2 separate regions of the Ovis aries genome follow, and region 1 is linked to region 2. The links are chromatin contacts, called in public Hi-C maps. All regions are on one chromosome and are shown on one strand. The core of a region is the stretch at or near the end of the contact, and the rest is flanking DNA. Distances in the headings are between cores, read along the strand shown.

Region 1 (7,400 bases), core at 4,713-7,212, 160 kb before region 2:
CCAAGTGTTTGGAACTTTCTTGTATCTCCTTGCCACAACAGGTAACACTTAAAGTTTCCAGTGATTTAATGTGGATATCTGGGAGGTGGGAGGGGGGTTCAGGATGGGGAACACGTGTATACCCATGGTGGATTCATGTTGATGTATGGCAAAACCAATAAATATTGTAAAGTGAAAAAAAAAAAAAAAGAAAGCAGAAACTTTAATTCAAAAAGAAAAAAAAATAATGTGGATATCTTTGAGAAGAGGCATTTTTAGCCTATCACAATTAATAAAATCAATAAACCTCTAGCCAGGCTAACCAAGAAAGAGAAGATAAAATTTACTAATAGCAAAATGAAAGAGAGGTCCTCACTGATCCCAGGGACATTAAAAGTAACATTATGAACAACTCTATGTCCACAAATTTAATAACTTAGATAAAATGGACCAAATTCCTTGTAAGATACAAACTAACAAAACTCATACAAGGAGAAATAGTATGAATAAGTTTTTATCTATTAAATTAATCAACAGGCAATGATATCCCATAAAAGAAAGCACAAGGCCCAGATGAATTAATTAAACATTTAAGGAAGAAATGATACCAATTCTTTTTCTTTTGATAACAATTAACTCTTCATAATCTCTTCCAGAAAGTAGAAACAGAAGAAATATTTCCAAACTCAGTCTATGAGTCCTGCCATTATCTCAAAACCAAAATCAGATTAAGACATTATGAGAAAAAAAACCCTACAGACTATTATCTCCCATGTATATAGATGCAAAAATCCTCAGCAAAATATTAGTAAATCAACCCCAACATAGTACACAAAGAATTATGCACTCCAACACATAAGATTTATTCTAGGTATAAAACATCAAAAAGTTGATTATTGTCATCTATCATAAAACAATCTAAGAAAAAAATCATTTGATTATACCAATAAATTCAGAAGAAGCAATGGCAAAATCTAAGATCCATTCATAATATAAAGTTTCAGCTAACTAGAGGGAGAAGAAATTTCTTAACTTGATACAGAACATCTGCCAAAAAAACTCTAAAGCTAACATCATACTTAATGGTAAGAAATTAGATACTTTCTCCCAAAGATCACAGCAAAAGCAAACACATTTCCTCTTACCTCTTCTGTTCAACACAGTACTGGAAGTTGTAGCTAATGCAATAAGATAAGAAAATAAAATGTATACAGATTAAGAAGGAAGAAATAAAACTCTCTTTGTTCACAGATGGCATGATTGTCTATGTAGAAAATCTCAAAGACTCAACAGAAACAAAACAACAAAACTCCTGGAACTAATAAGTGACTATAATAAGGCTGCAGGATTGAAGGTTAATATAAAGTTGATTGCTTGCCTATCTTGCAGCAGTGAACAGTTCCAGTTTAAAATGAAAACATAATACCACTTATATTACCACTCCCTCAAATGAAATATTTAGATATAAATCCAACAGGAAGAAAACTGGAATAAAAGAAATCAAAGACCTAAATAAATGGAGAGATATTCCATGTACATGATTAAAAAGACTCAATACCATTACATGTCAATTCTTTCTAACTTGTTCTATAGATTCAATGAAATTCCAATCAAAGGACCAGAACATTATTTTATATATTGACAAACTGATTCTAAAGTTTATATGGCGAGGCAAAAGGTTTAGGACCGCCAACTCAATATTGAAGGAGAATAGTCAGAAGAATGACATCACCCAACTTTAGGACTTAAAGCTACAGCAATCAAGACAGCATTTTGCTGGCAAAAGAAGAGGCAAACAGATCAGTGGAAGAGAACAGAAAGTCTTGAAACAGACATACAAATGTGGCCAACTGATCTTGACAAAAGAGGAAAGGCACTTCCATGGACAAGGAATGGCCTTTTCTCAAAGTGCTGGAACAAATGAACATTCACACAAGAAAAGAATCTAGACAGAGAATTGACACCTTTCACAAAAAGTAATTAAAAATGTTTTATAGGCCTGAAGAGTAAAATGCAAAACAATATACATCTAGAAGATAACATAAGAGAAAACATATGAGATCTTGGGTTTAACAATGAGCTTTTAGATACAACACTAAAGACATAATCCATGAAAACAAAATAGATATAAAACCTTATTAAAACTAAAAACTTGTATGCTGCCAGAAACACCGTTAAGAGAATGAAAACACAATCCACAGACTGAGAGAAAATCTTCACAGCAACATAGATAGACTAGAGATTATCATATTAACCATATTTTAGTAGGAATCCAAAGTGACACGAGAAAGGAATAAACAAAAGGCAAGCATGGCCAGCCATGGCATAATATCCAAATCAGACCTAATCACACCTGAATTCAGCCATGTCTAAGTTATAAATCGAAGCACCTTATCAGGTAAGATAAGCCCTACCTGTGATCAGATACCATATTTATGTAGACACTAGATAACTAAGCTGTTAGAAATGGTGTAGAAGAAATCCCTGCACGATGTAGGAGAGTGGTGTCAGTCAGCTCCAGACCTAAGTGATCTTACAGTGCGGAGGCCTAGTTAAATGTCAACTATCATAATTTGTCATCCTCTTTCTACTGAGATGGGGCACTCCATCTACAAACAGTCACAAAGGAAGAGTATCACCCACATAAGGGTCAGTTCTAGACAAAAGGTTTTGAGGAGCCTGGCCACGCTCTTACTAGCCTATTTCTTAGCAAATGGCTGAGAAGTATGTTCAACTATTGAAAAGCTATGCTCCATACCATCTGCATGAATAAATCATTCTACTAAAAATGTAAAAACAGCAGACCAACTGTTCTTACATAGGGTAAATATTTTTCAATTTTATTAATGATCCTAAATGACTCCCTTAGGAAAAGTAAATTAAGTCCTATATATATAGTTTTATTTCACATTATAGAAAGCCTAGGATAAGCACTGATGCTGCTCTCAGCTATGAAGTTTAAATAAATTCATTTTATGAGACCATTACAAAGGCACAGTGCTTGATACACAGCTGTTGCTGTACCGTTGTTTGTTTAATTGAGTTGTTGAGTAGGGTTCAGTCAGTACACACAGACTGGAAGCATGTGCTTTGCTTTACTTGGAATTGGGCGGCTGCATGGTGACATGTCAGGCCCTGCTTCCCCTCCTCATGTAAATGAATGACTAGTGTGTGCTGGGGCACTTTGCTAGAGCTATAGTAGTGACTAAACACACATTTCAAATGACTGCAAGTGCTATCAAGGAAGGGATGTGATATTTGAGTTGAAATTTAAAGGTAAGAGTAGCACTAACTAGAAGAGAGGTGATGGAAACATTTCAGGCATAGGAAAGAGCATATACCAAGGCTTCATAACAACATGATGATCTTATTACATAGTAAGTTAGTAAGTATTAGTCGCTCAGTCATGTCTGACTCTTTGCAATCTCATGGACTGTAGCCCACCAGGTTCCTCTGACCATGAAATTCTCCAGGCAAGAATACTGGAGTGGGTTGCCATTTCCTTCTCTTATTACATAAGGATATATTATATATTTATCTATTTATCTGTACTTTATGTATATAATAAGGATGGCTGATGAGCTCAATGAAGCCCAGCTACAACCAGTGTTTGTATCACTGAACAAGTGGTTGGGACTAGATCAGAGGGCCTTTTCAGAACATAAGGAGGATTTTGCTTCTTTTCCTAAGGCAAATGAGAAACTCCTGAAGGATTTTAAAGAGAGGGGAACAAGATTTACCTTTTAAAACAATTGCTCTAGTCTGGGTAGGGTGTGTTTTGTGTCTCTTCATTACCTTATATGACAAACAGCCTCTAACTGCTAAGATGCACCTTGCTTCTTCTCTGAGTGGAATTTCAAGGGCATGGAATTATATTGAGGCTTCCCTGGTGGCTCAGACAGTAAAGCGTCTGCCTGCAATGTGGGAAACGCGGGTTCAATCTCTGAGTTGGGAAGATCCTCTGGAGAAAGAATGGCAATCCACTCCTGTGTTCTTGCCTGGAAAATCCCATGGATGGAGGAGCCTCGTAGGCTACAGTCCATGTGGTAGCAAAGAGTTGGACACGACTGAGTGATTTCATTTCTTTTCAAATCTGGGAAATAAAGTTCTAGAACTCACATTTTCTTTATTTTCCTTGGCTCAGATATTCCATTTATGAAGTTTTTTGCTTTGTTCTGTTTTCTACCAGAGATTCTGACTAAGTTCAAAGGTATGCTAGTCTGGTCTAAAAGATGAGATTTTTCTTGGACTTACTTTGGGATCATCTCATTTAGAATCAAACTGTCTGTGCTTGCTATCTTCACCTCAAATTCTATTCAAAGCTCTGCTATCTGCTCTATCCACAGCTGCTCCAACGATGATGTTGCTCATTTTTCAATCTCTATGTTTTACTATCTATTAGAAGCCAATTCTTTCTGAAAATGCTTTCTATAAAAATACATTTTGGCTTTTCTGCTTCATCAAAAGTATTTCTTGACACTTCTTAATCTCCTCTGGGAGCTTCTTTTTCTTTACCCAACTTTTAACTGTTGTTGTCTTCTCACTTCTAGACCCTCTCCCTTGATTTTAACTCAGTCCCATGGTTTCACTCAATCATTTATTTCGCTAATGACTCCCAACTCAGAAGTCTTTCTCTCCAACTCAGATTTCTATCCTCAGCAGCAGATCTACACAAGCACCTAGTAGACATCTTCACTTGGCCATCCTACAAATATCTACAACTCAGTATATCTAAAAACTAAACTCATGATCTCATTTTATATTCCTCTACAAATCAGCCCTTTCTTTCCCTGTCTTCTCACTGGGTACTGCTAGTGTTCATGCTCAAAACCTATGCATCATCCTTGACATCTATTTCTCACATACAATCTAATCAATCCTTTTGATTTAAACTTAAATCTCCCTTGTATCTTTCCAGTATTTCTTTCTAGCCCCATTACCATTATCATAAATTTAGAGTGTCTGCCATTATTTTCTTAAGTGGATTACTGCAGTAGTCTTCACTTGTTCTTTGCCTTGAGTGAGTTTTCTAAAGCACAAATGTGAATGTGTGACTACATGGATTAAAACTCTTCAATGACTCCTCACTGCTCTGAGGGTAAAGTCCAAATTCCTTAAGCATCACTTACAAAGCTCCTCATGCCTCTCTTTCTAGCTCATTTCTCATTATTCACCTATTTAATCTCTACACTCCAGGCCAGAATGAACAGCTTTCATATCTCCCAGAACACTGACCTTATTCTCTGTTACTTATCTAGCCCCTACTCATCCTTTAGATCTCAGCATGGATATGAGTTTCTCTAAGAAATCTGACCTGTTGTCCAGATTAGCTGATCCTCTCACGTGTTCCTATAGTACTCTGACCTTTCAACTGGATAGCTGTGAAGCAATTTTTTCCCCCCCACCATTTGATCTCTGCTGCTGCTGCTGCTAAGTCACTTCAGTCGTGTCCGACTCTGTGTGACCCCATAGATAGCAGCCCACCAGGCTCCCCCGTCCCTGGGATTCTCCAGGCAAGAACAGCAGAGTGGGTTGCCATTTCCTTCTCCAATGCATGAAAGTGAAAAGTGAAAGTGAAGTCACTCAGTCGTGTCCGATTCTTGGCGACCCCATGGACTGCAGCCTACCATTTGATCTCTAGTGCCCAGAAAAGGATTTAATAAATATTTGTGGAACTGACGGTCTGCTTCATGTGGTTCTTAATTTTTTTTTTTTAATGTTTTAATGGCTGACTCGAATCTCTGTGATTGGTGTGTGCCCTGCAGAATCTAAGTTATGGATACGTACTGGTCTATAGTTAAGCAATGCGGCTTCCAGGTTGATTGCTTTGTGAACACTAACAATAAGAAAAAGCCTAAGATTTAAAAAGAAAATGAAAGAAAGAAAAGCAAGCAAAAATAGCTCCCACGAATTATTCTCCTCTGGAGGGGGATTTCACCTTGACTCTCATCTACCATGGTACTGCTGTGGATTTCAGCAGTTTTCCTGGAATACTAGATACAAGTGCTACTGGACTCCCCTCTGGTGGATGAGTGAATATTTGCTCGTAATGAAATAATGTCTGAAAGGAGTCATTCATTTAATAAATACTTATTGAGCAACTAAACATATAGAGTACTGAGTATACATTAAAAGCTTGGGGATATAATAGTAACCAAAGCAGATAAAAATGTCTGATCATACAGAGATTTTGCTCACTACCTTTATCTTTAGTGCCTGGAAGAACTGCTTAATATTTGCAAACTGACTAATGAATGTTGCTTAAGGCCTGCTTCTAATCTGAATCATTCTGCGTTTCCTTACATCTTGACGGCCTTGCATTCTAGATGAGGGATTATAAGGCAGATGCATAGAAAAAGAAGGAGGGCTGTAACACAGTTCTTCCGGTGGGTAATCGTTCTGTCTCCCTTACTTTCTTTTATATCTTTAATTTTGAAATCAATTTTTACCATAATATAGCATAATCAACAAATGTTAGCTTGTGAAATTTAAGAGTTCCCTTTATAATGAATAGAGTTATAAGAAAATATCTTTTTTCATAATTTTGCTGATAATTTTGGCTATGTGTTATTCACATACAGGGCTTCCCAGGTGGTGCAGTGGTAAAGAATATGCCCGGTAATGCAGGAGACACAAAAGATGTGGGTTCTATCCCTGGGTTGGGAAGATTCCCTGGAGTAGGAAGTGGCAACCCACTCCAGTATTTTTGCCTAGGAAATTCCATGGGCAGAGGAGCCTGGTGGGCATGGTCATAAAGAGTCGGACATTTCTAGGTGTGTACATACTACATACACTCACATATACCAGAATGATTCCCTTAATTTTAGCAAATTACACATGTGCTCTATATAACTTATTTAAAAGGAAATCAATTTGATAATTATTGTTATATTTGTAGCAGTTTCTCTGTATAATATGTGAAAATTGAAGACATGAATAAAATCAGTGCAAGCTTCTATCCGACCGCCTTATCTATATGTCTTAGGGATTATAAAGATAAAAGTAAGGTTATTGTTCTTTGAGAGCTAAAGAACTCAGTAAAGCACTCATTCAGGTTTCTTCAGAAGGGAATATGTGATTTATCAGCAGGCTGAAAAACACTAAACGTGCCTTATATCACATTTATAGGCATCAGAATTCTTTAAAAAAAATGTAGCTAATAATCAGGTTGAATGTCATTTACTTTTGTTTTGGTCTCCAGGAAATATTGTTTACTTTGCTTTAAAATTTATGTGAGTCATTTTGGTTATATGCCTTTTTTAATTAGCTTGAAGGAAGCAATCACTGGGGAGAAAGCGGAAATCAATTCTGATCCGATATTGATAGCTACTGTGCTGTAAACTGTGTGTCCTTTCTAATTAAATGTAAACATGTTCAGTTCTAAAGTCCAGCGGCAATGACAACAGTCACTAGGAAAGATT
Region 2 (7,161 bases), core at 884-3,383:
GGAACTAAGGAGTTCTTTTGGCTAAAACCCAATATTGGCCTTATTTCAGTTTAATTGGGAGAGGATCTCAAATTCATCTTCTCCATGAGATATCAGGAACCTGGATTTCTCTTTGTACCAAAGGTTAATAAGAAATGTGTCTGCAAAAGTCAAACAGCATTAAATACCAAAAACTGATTATTATTCTACAGCAGTTGTTCTGTCATTCATAATCTCTCCATGCTCCAACCTTCCACAGCTAATCTTTAATGGATGACATGCAAGAAAGAAAAATAACATATAGAGGAGAGACTCTAATGACAGGGTTTAAGAAATAGAAAAATAAGGCTTTTAAAGAAATATAAATGTTCTAAATATCACAAAAAGAACTTAAAAAAACTAAATCAATATTCTTTGTGCAAAAATTCACACATCATTGTATACTATAAATACAATAGATTAGTAAAAATTAAGACATTAAACACTAAAAAACGTCCACTGAGATTGTTTCAGAAAAATGAAAGGTTTATTAACAAATTTTTTTTTAAAGTTATAACATCACTCACCTAAGAGAAATTAAATTAAGTGGATGCAAATAAGGTAATACAGTACTCTCTGTCAAACTCAATTTAAGTAAATGAAATTTTGAAGTGTTTGTGATTTAATCACTTTTATTTAGATAAGAAAAGATACTTACTTAAAGGACAATGTTTCAGTTGTGCTTCTCTGAAATATCTCCTAGTATCTGAAGGTCATACATGCCAATAATTTACATCATATTATTCACATGTATAATTTAATGAATTAAAACACAGTAAGACCTACGTAGCATATATTTTCCTTTATTTTCTTTTTGGTAGAGATTTTTAAAATTTTCATATTTTCAAACTTTCCAGACAAAGTTAATTCTGAAAAGTCAGGGCAAACAAAAATCTATGTGGATAAGATGAAGTAAATAAAATATATATTTTAAACAAGGAATATAAAAAACAAAACTATATATAAGTAACTATGAAATACTTATATTAGCTACACTTGATATGCCCCCTATTAGATCAAGAAGTCTTAAGGAAACAAGATGCTAATATCATCTCCTTATCATCATAATTACCACTTATTGAGTGCTTTCTAATGGGTTAACTACTTCATAAACATTATTTCACTTAAATGTCACAGCAACCTATTAAGTAGGTTTTAACCAAATCTTAGTGAGGCTGTCACTTACACATGATAAGTAGTAAAAAGATTAGAACAAAGGTCTGAATCCAAAGTCTAAGTAAGCATTTACCACCATCGACTACAATGACGTATTATGAATAAGAAGTGACTGCAAACAAAAAGACATGTCTGAAATACCAAACCTGTCTTATTTGCTGATGCATATTTAGTGCCTAGCACAGTGTCTAGTATATACAAACCCTTCAATAAATATTTCTTGTTTAACTTTTAAAGAAGTCAGCATAGTTCCAATTAAATGCCTACGAAAAGTTTCAATGGTGGTGATGCTCTGCTGCCGATGTCAAAAAAGAAGGGGAAGGTAAAAAGTCAACCATTTGAGATTTTATCAAGATACAGGATACAACTGCATTTCAAACTCATGAAATCACTTTACAATGATAATACATTATTCACATTAAAAACTAACAGAGAAGCAAAGGAAACAGTAACAGTCTACATGAAGGTTTACTATAAGTATATATCAGATTAAAACCCAAACCTTGTGCATCCTATTTCATCAGATCCATATTTAAGTAAAATGTATTAGTGATAATATATTTTTCGGGAATTTTTCTCATCATCCAATCCTGGTTTCCAAACCTTCTTCTTTCACTTTTCTCTTTATTTACCTCTTAAAATCTATTAACAGTAAACTATAAATTCTAACTGAAAGCTAAACAGAATAAAAATATTATCATGACTTGACATTATCAAAGGTTTAAGAATTTCATAAAGATAATAGTAACCAAATATTAATATTAGCTACAATTTACTGAGTACCAGTTATACCCTAGGTGCTTCTATACATTATCTCTAATCCTTAAAATAATCTGGTAAATTAGTTAATATTTACATCTGACATGGGAGAAAGTAAACCGGGAGAGGCTAATAAGTAACTTGCCCAAAGGCACATGGTTGGTATTAAGGGTCAAAGCTGTGATTTGAACCTTAGTCCATCTGATTTCAAAGCTTATAGTCTTCCCATTGCTTCAATCTGTCTCACAGAGTACTGGGAACGTTTGTTTTTATATGGTTTTGATTATACATGATTCTTATTCTTATGAATCATACAATCAACTGGGGGGAGATAAGATGAACTAATACATATAAGTTACATAATAGAAACAAAAAAATAAATAAGGGGAAATTCAGAAAGACAAGAAAAACAACATAGGTAAAATGGCAAGATTTGATCAAAGCCATTACATGGACTTCACAGAATTTTGGTTTATATAATCTTTATGTGTCAAACCTATCGCAGGAATGATTTTAAGATTAGAGAGCAAGTAACAACAAAAAAATCACATCTTTTAAAAGTAACATTTACTATTTCTAATACTACACACTCACTGCAAAAAACCCAAAAAGGCAGAAAACTGGTAACTGAAGCACTTACACATCCATTCACCAAACCAAAATTTGACTCTAATGTTATATTACATATATGTACATACAGTTTTTTAACAAAAATTATATCAAGAATACAGCTTCCCCCTAATTTTCATTTAACTTTGAGTCACAAAGTTTTTCTCATATCATTAAATATTCTTCATAAATGGTTTTAAATTATTGCATGATGTCTCATACCATAAATGTACCTGAATTTATTGCTATCATAACTAATACTGATACAAATATTCTTATTTATACAAATATTTACAAATCATATACTTAAAGAAAATGGCTATTTCCTGAGAATATCACATATTTTAATTATAATTTTATTTGAAAAAAACTATAGATGTACATTTTTGTATCCTATTTTCAATTTTCAATGTCCAGATGTTTTAGCATTCTTTTAATATAGAATATTTTGATTTAAAACAGTATTAGTTAGCTCCAGAGAAACTATATAGCACTTTCATTTTCATCAACTTAGGATGTTATAGAAATATACTAAACATCTTTCAAACATTCAACATTAAAGTATTTTGTCATTAATGAGAAAATTTGATTAACAAGAATGATAAAGCAATCAAATTCTTTCCATCTTATGCAGGCATGATTCATACTGTTTAGTCATAGGGAACCCTTAAATATATACCAATAAATAAATATTTAAAGTATACGATTAGCTATACTATACAAAAGTTTAAAGAGTGAATATTAATGCTTAATCAGTTTTCCCCTCCAAGAGATAAATGAGCTATGTAGACATATTAATTCATGATTTTCAATAAATCACAATGGCCTAAACCTTAATAAATTATATCTGAAAGACATATACAAACTTAAATTATAATGCAAACACTAAAAACAGATGTACTTCTTATAATACCATTCCAGCAATTAGTACACATATTTGATTATAAAAAGCCAAAAACTTAAGTGTTCTAAATTTATATTTGAACTACCCATTTTAACATACTGTTAATTTTCCTTAAAATACATTACTTTCATATTTTCCCACTAAAAAAGAAACAGAAAATTCATAGTAGTTTAACATTAATCGAAAAACAAATATCTGGTATTTGGCTGGAATACTTATTTCTCAACATCTTTGTTATATTTTCTTAGTGATGTTCTACTTTGCACAGTAATGTTTTAAAGACATATTATACCTATTAATTTGTATCTGACCTAAAACACCAGAATTCTTTCATATAAGGCAACCAGGTTAAGTGATTTATACAGTGATTTAGGGAAGGAGAGAAAGCAAGAGAAAGAATCCATCAGAGATACTTGACCATATCTGTAACACATCACAGATACATTTTTAAAATTTTCTCCTTACAAAGGCTTGTGAATGAACATAGACTCCAAAACATATTTTAGGCAGTCATTTATAATTTTAAACTCAGGCAATCCTTTACTTTAATCTTTTCAGGGAAGACATTATCTTCATCATCATCCATGTCATCAGATGAAAATTAACTTCACAAAACAGATTTTTGAATCAAATGTAGGTTTCCACTGGCAATGAATATATGACTATCTTCATACAAAGAAGTATTTCCTCTCAACAAGCTAAAACAATAAGTGGTATCTGAACTGCTGGGATGAAAGGTAGAGGCACTGGTAATCATTATTTCCCCTTGTTTGTTCAGGCCCTTCCAACAAAACAAACAACCTTTTTGTGATTGGATTGACATGGTGTTAACAATGCATTTAATGCCCAAATCAGTATGAATACAGGTAAAGCTCTCACTAATACCAGTACCAGGATGTTAAAGCCACCTATTTTCTAAGCAGCCAAAAAAAAAAAAAAAAAGAGCCAGAGCTTTCCCTCCTTTGGCAAATAAGTTAGCATGCTAGTATTCACCAAGCCACATCAGATAACAGCTTTGCATATGATTTTTAATGCCATATGTTAATACTCATATGCGATACCTGCTGTCTTTTCAGCAATTTGAGCTTCTGTTGCTTTTTCTTGGAGTTCCAGTTTAAGCTTCAATTTTCTGTGTTCTTTATCCTCTTTACTCAGTTTCTCTTGAAGCTAAAAAACATTGAATAAAACATGGATTCTTACGAATATATCTCTTGCATAAATATAATTAATCCCAGTGTTAATTTTTACTTTCTCTAAACCCTTATGGAATAACATATTAACTTGATGAATGTGTAACTCTTGGGAAAAAACAATCTTTATTGTTTTAAGATAATTTACAAAATAATAATTACCTGAAATGACATAAAATTATAAAAACATTTTAATATATATACTTAATAGGCAAATGAAATTAAAGAAGGAATATTATTATTATTAAATATACTGCAACAAAAAGCAATCTGATAAATTCTTTGTCTTAAAGCAAAAAGCTTGGAAGGGACCATTGTAATAAAATAAAGGATGGCACAAATTACAGCTTCTCTTAGTAAGGCTAAGATTTTGAAACAAAATTAATTAAGATAATAATCTTAATATTTGATACAAGTCTCCCTTTGAGAATGCTATGCCATCAACTTCCATTTAAATTGGCACTGGCACCTGATTCATAATCGGTATGTAATAAATAACTGCTAGATGAAAGTACAGAAAATAGCTCATGCTTTCGTATGGAGTCCTTCCAAATGTTTTATTTTTAATTTCTCCCTCAGCTTTTGTCGTTTGTGTTGTTTTCCATCAGACATGATCGACACTCCTAACATCATGTTTCAGTTTGATTAGGTCAAACAAATAGAATATTATAATCAGAAGAGTATATAGAAGTTAAAAAAAAACAGCAAGCAGAGAAAATGAACATTATTTAATAACATTACTTAAAGCTCAAAGGAATGTAACTAGAAAAAGAGTCAGAAGTGACATGACAAATTAGATTGGACAAAATACAGCAATATAAGATAACACAAGGTACATGACAATATTTCCAAGCCTTGCTACTTTAAAGTTTACATATAGTACTGAGGTGAAATACAGGGCACAGATACTATAAAGAAAAAAAGTTAAGAAAGTTACATGAAACCAATGAAGTAAAACTTGAATTTTATAGGCACCTATGCAAAGTACTACAGATTATGAAAAAGCGAGTGATACTGCAAGCCACCAAGGCAGGAAACAAAAGAAATTGCTTTTCATAGCCCATGTCTCAATTCAATCATACCCTGAATGGCATGGTATGGCAACGGCATAAAGCTACTGTTACAGGATTAAAGTATACAATAAAACTGAATTATGATGAGTGACAAAGCAAACTTAGAAGGTCAATAACTAAAAATATGCTCTACAATTATCAGACTTTCTATACTGTACCTTTTTATTGCTTGCTTTGAGAATGTTCAATTCTTTTAGAAGCAATGCTATTGTCTCTTCTTTACTTAAATCTGAAGTAACCTGACAAGGATTCGTACATTCGCAATGCAAATCATTTCTGTGGTCCATGATGCTGTAATGAAGAAAACTATTAAAACAATATACACATAATTTCCACTCTACAGGATCTATACATTTTATACTTCAAACAGGGGAAACAAGTTTAATAATAAACATGTAAAATTACTTAATTTAAAATTTATCTTAAGAAAATACTATGGATGAAAAAGCATAAACATCACAAATTCACAGAGGTACTAATATACCAATTTCACAAGGAAGAGTTAAATCTATGAAAAACACTGGTAATAACTATAGAGATTCATGCAGGAGACCCAGGTTTGATCCCTGGGTCAGGAAGATCCCGGGGAGAAGGAAATGCCAAACCACTGCAGTACTCTTGCCTGGGAAATCCCACAGCCTGGAGGACTAGTGTGTGGGGTTGCAAGAGTTGGACAAAACTTAGCGACTAAACCACCACCACCATAGAGACACATGGTTCAGTACAATTAAAGAATTCAGTTCTTAAGGGGTTATGAATATTAATTCAATTTGTACTTTTGGTTAGGACTGCAGATATATTCTTACTTTTCTGAAACTGGGAACAACAAATAATTTTTCATTATAAATGACAGAATAACATATTTTCATTATTAAAATCACAGCATATTAAAAATGAAAACCTATTCCTGTAATACTTAGGGATAAGCAAAATAAATTTTTGACAATGTGTATACTATTTGAGAACAATAATTAACTTGTTAGCAAGAACTATAAAGGACGGGAAGGAAAAAGTAGATGACTTTAGCCCAGTCTCTACTATTTATCTTTCCTATGTGGTTATAAAGTTTATCACCTCTTCATTCATCCCTACTCCCCCAAAATATACTCCAATCTGCACTTTCATCAGACTGTAACTGACTGCCAAGAGGGTGGAACATATTAACATATCTACTTCATTATATATCAATATTCATTAGCATACCTATTTTATAATTTTTAAGTAAGTACAAACAGGTATTCCTACATAAAACTCTGTTGCAAATTATTCTATAGATATGATTTTGTCTAGACTGAAAATACAATATTTATATTTCAATATAATTATAGTCATTGAGAATCTTTAAATGTAGCAATATTTTCATAGTACATGACTAATTATCAAAGTATTTTACTCTTATAGGCAAAAGTCACAGGTGTCACAAATTCAAATC

What was found. A called contact is a pair of places that touch in the nucleus more often than the background predicts.
Region 1: a Hi-C map of liver shows a contact between it and region 2, with 3 times the contacts expected there. The contact joins two enhancer-like sites. A contact is called at or near these places in 2 of 16 Hi-C or Micro-C datasets (both in liver).

Annotation. Positions count from the first base shown.
Region 1 is chr18:45,398,488-45,405,887 of ARS-UI_Ramb_v3.0, reverse strand. The region is part of intron 10 of MIPOL1 (mirror-image polydactyly 1); the gene reads right to left. Among named protein-coding and RNA genes, the nearest start is that of FOXA1, 110 kb to the left of the region's middle. Within about 2 kb of position 5,962, at least 3 of the 54 cell types and tissues checked have an H3K27ac peak or open chromatin away from gene starts, as enhancers often do. A contact at or near this core is called in liver, where this site is marked.
Region 2 is chr18:45,238,928-45,246,088 of ARS-UI_Ramb_v3.0, reverse strand. MIPOL1 (mirror-image polydactyly 1) reads right to left here. Exons shown (of 18, transcript XR_009597113.1): 4 at 5,888-6,020; 5 at 4,528-4,633. Among named protein-coding and RNA genes, the nearest start is that of MIPOL1, 79 kb to the right of the region's middle. Within about 2 kb of position 2,133, at least 2 of the 54 cell types and tissues checked have an H3K27ac peak or open chromatin away from gene starts, as enhancers often do. A contact at or near this core is called in liver, where this site is marked.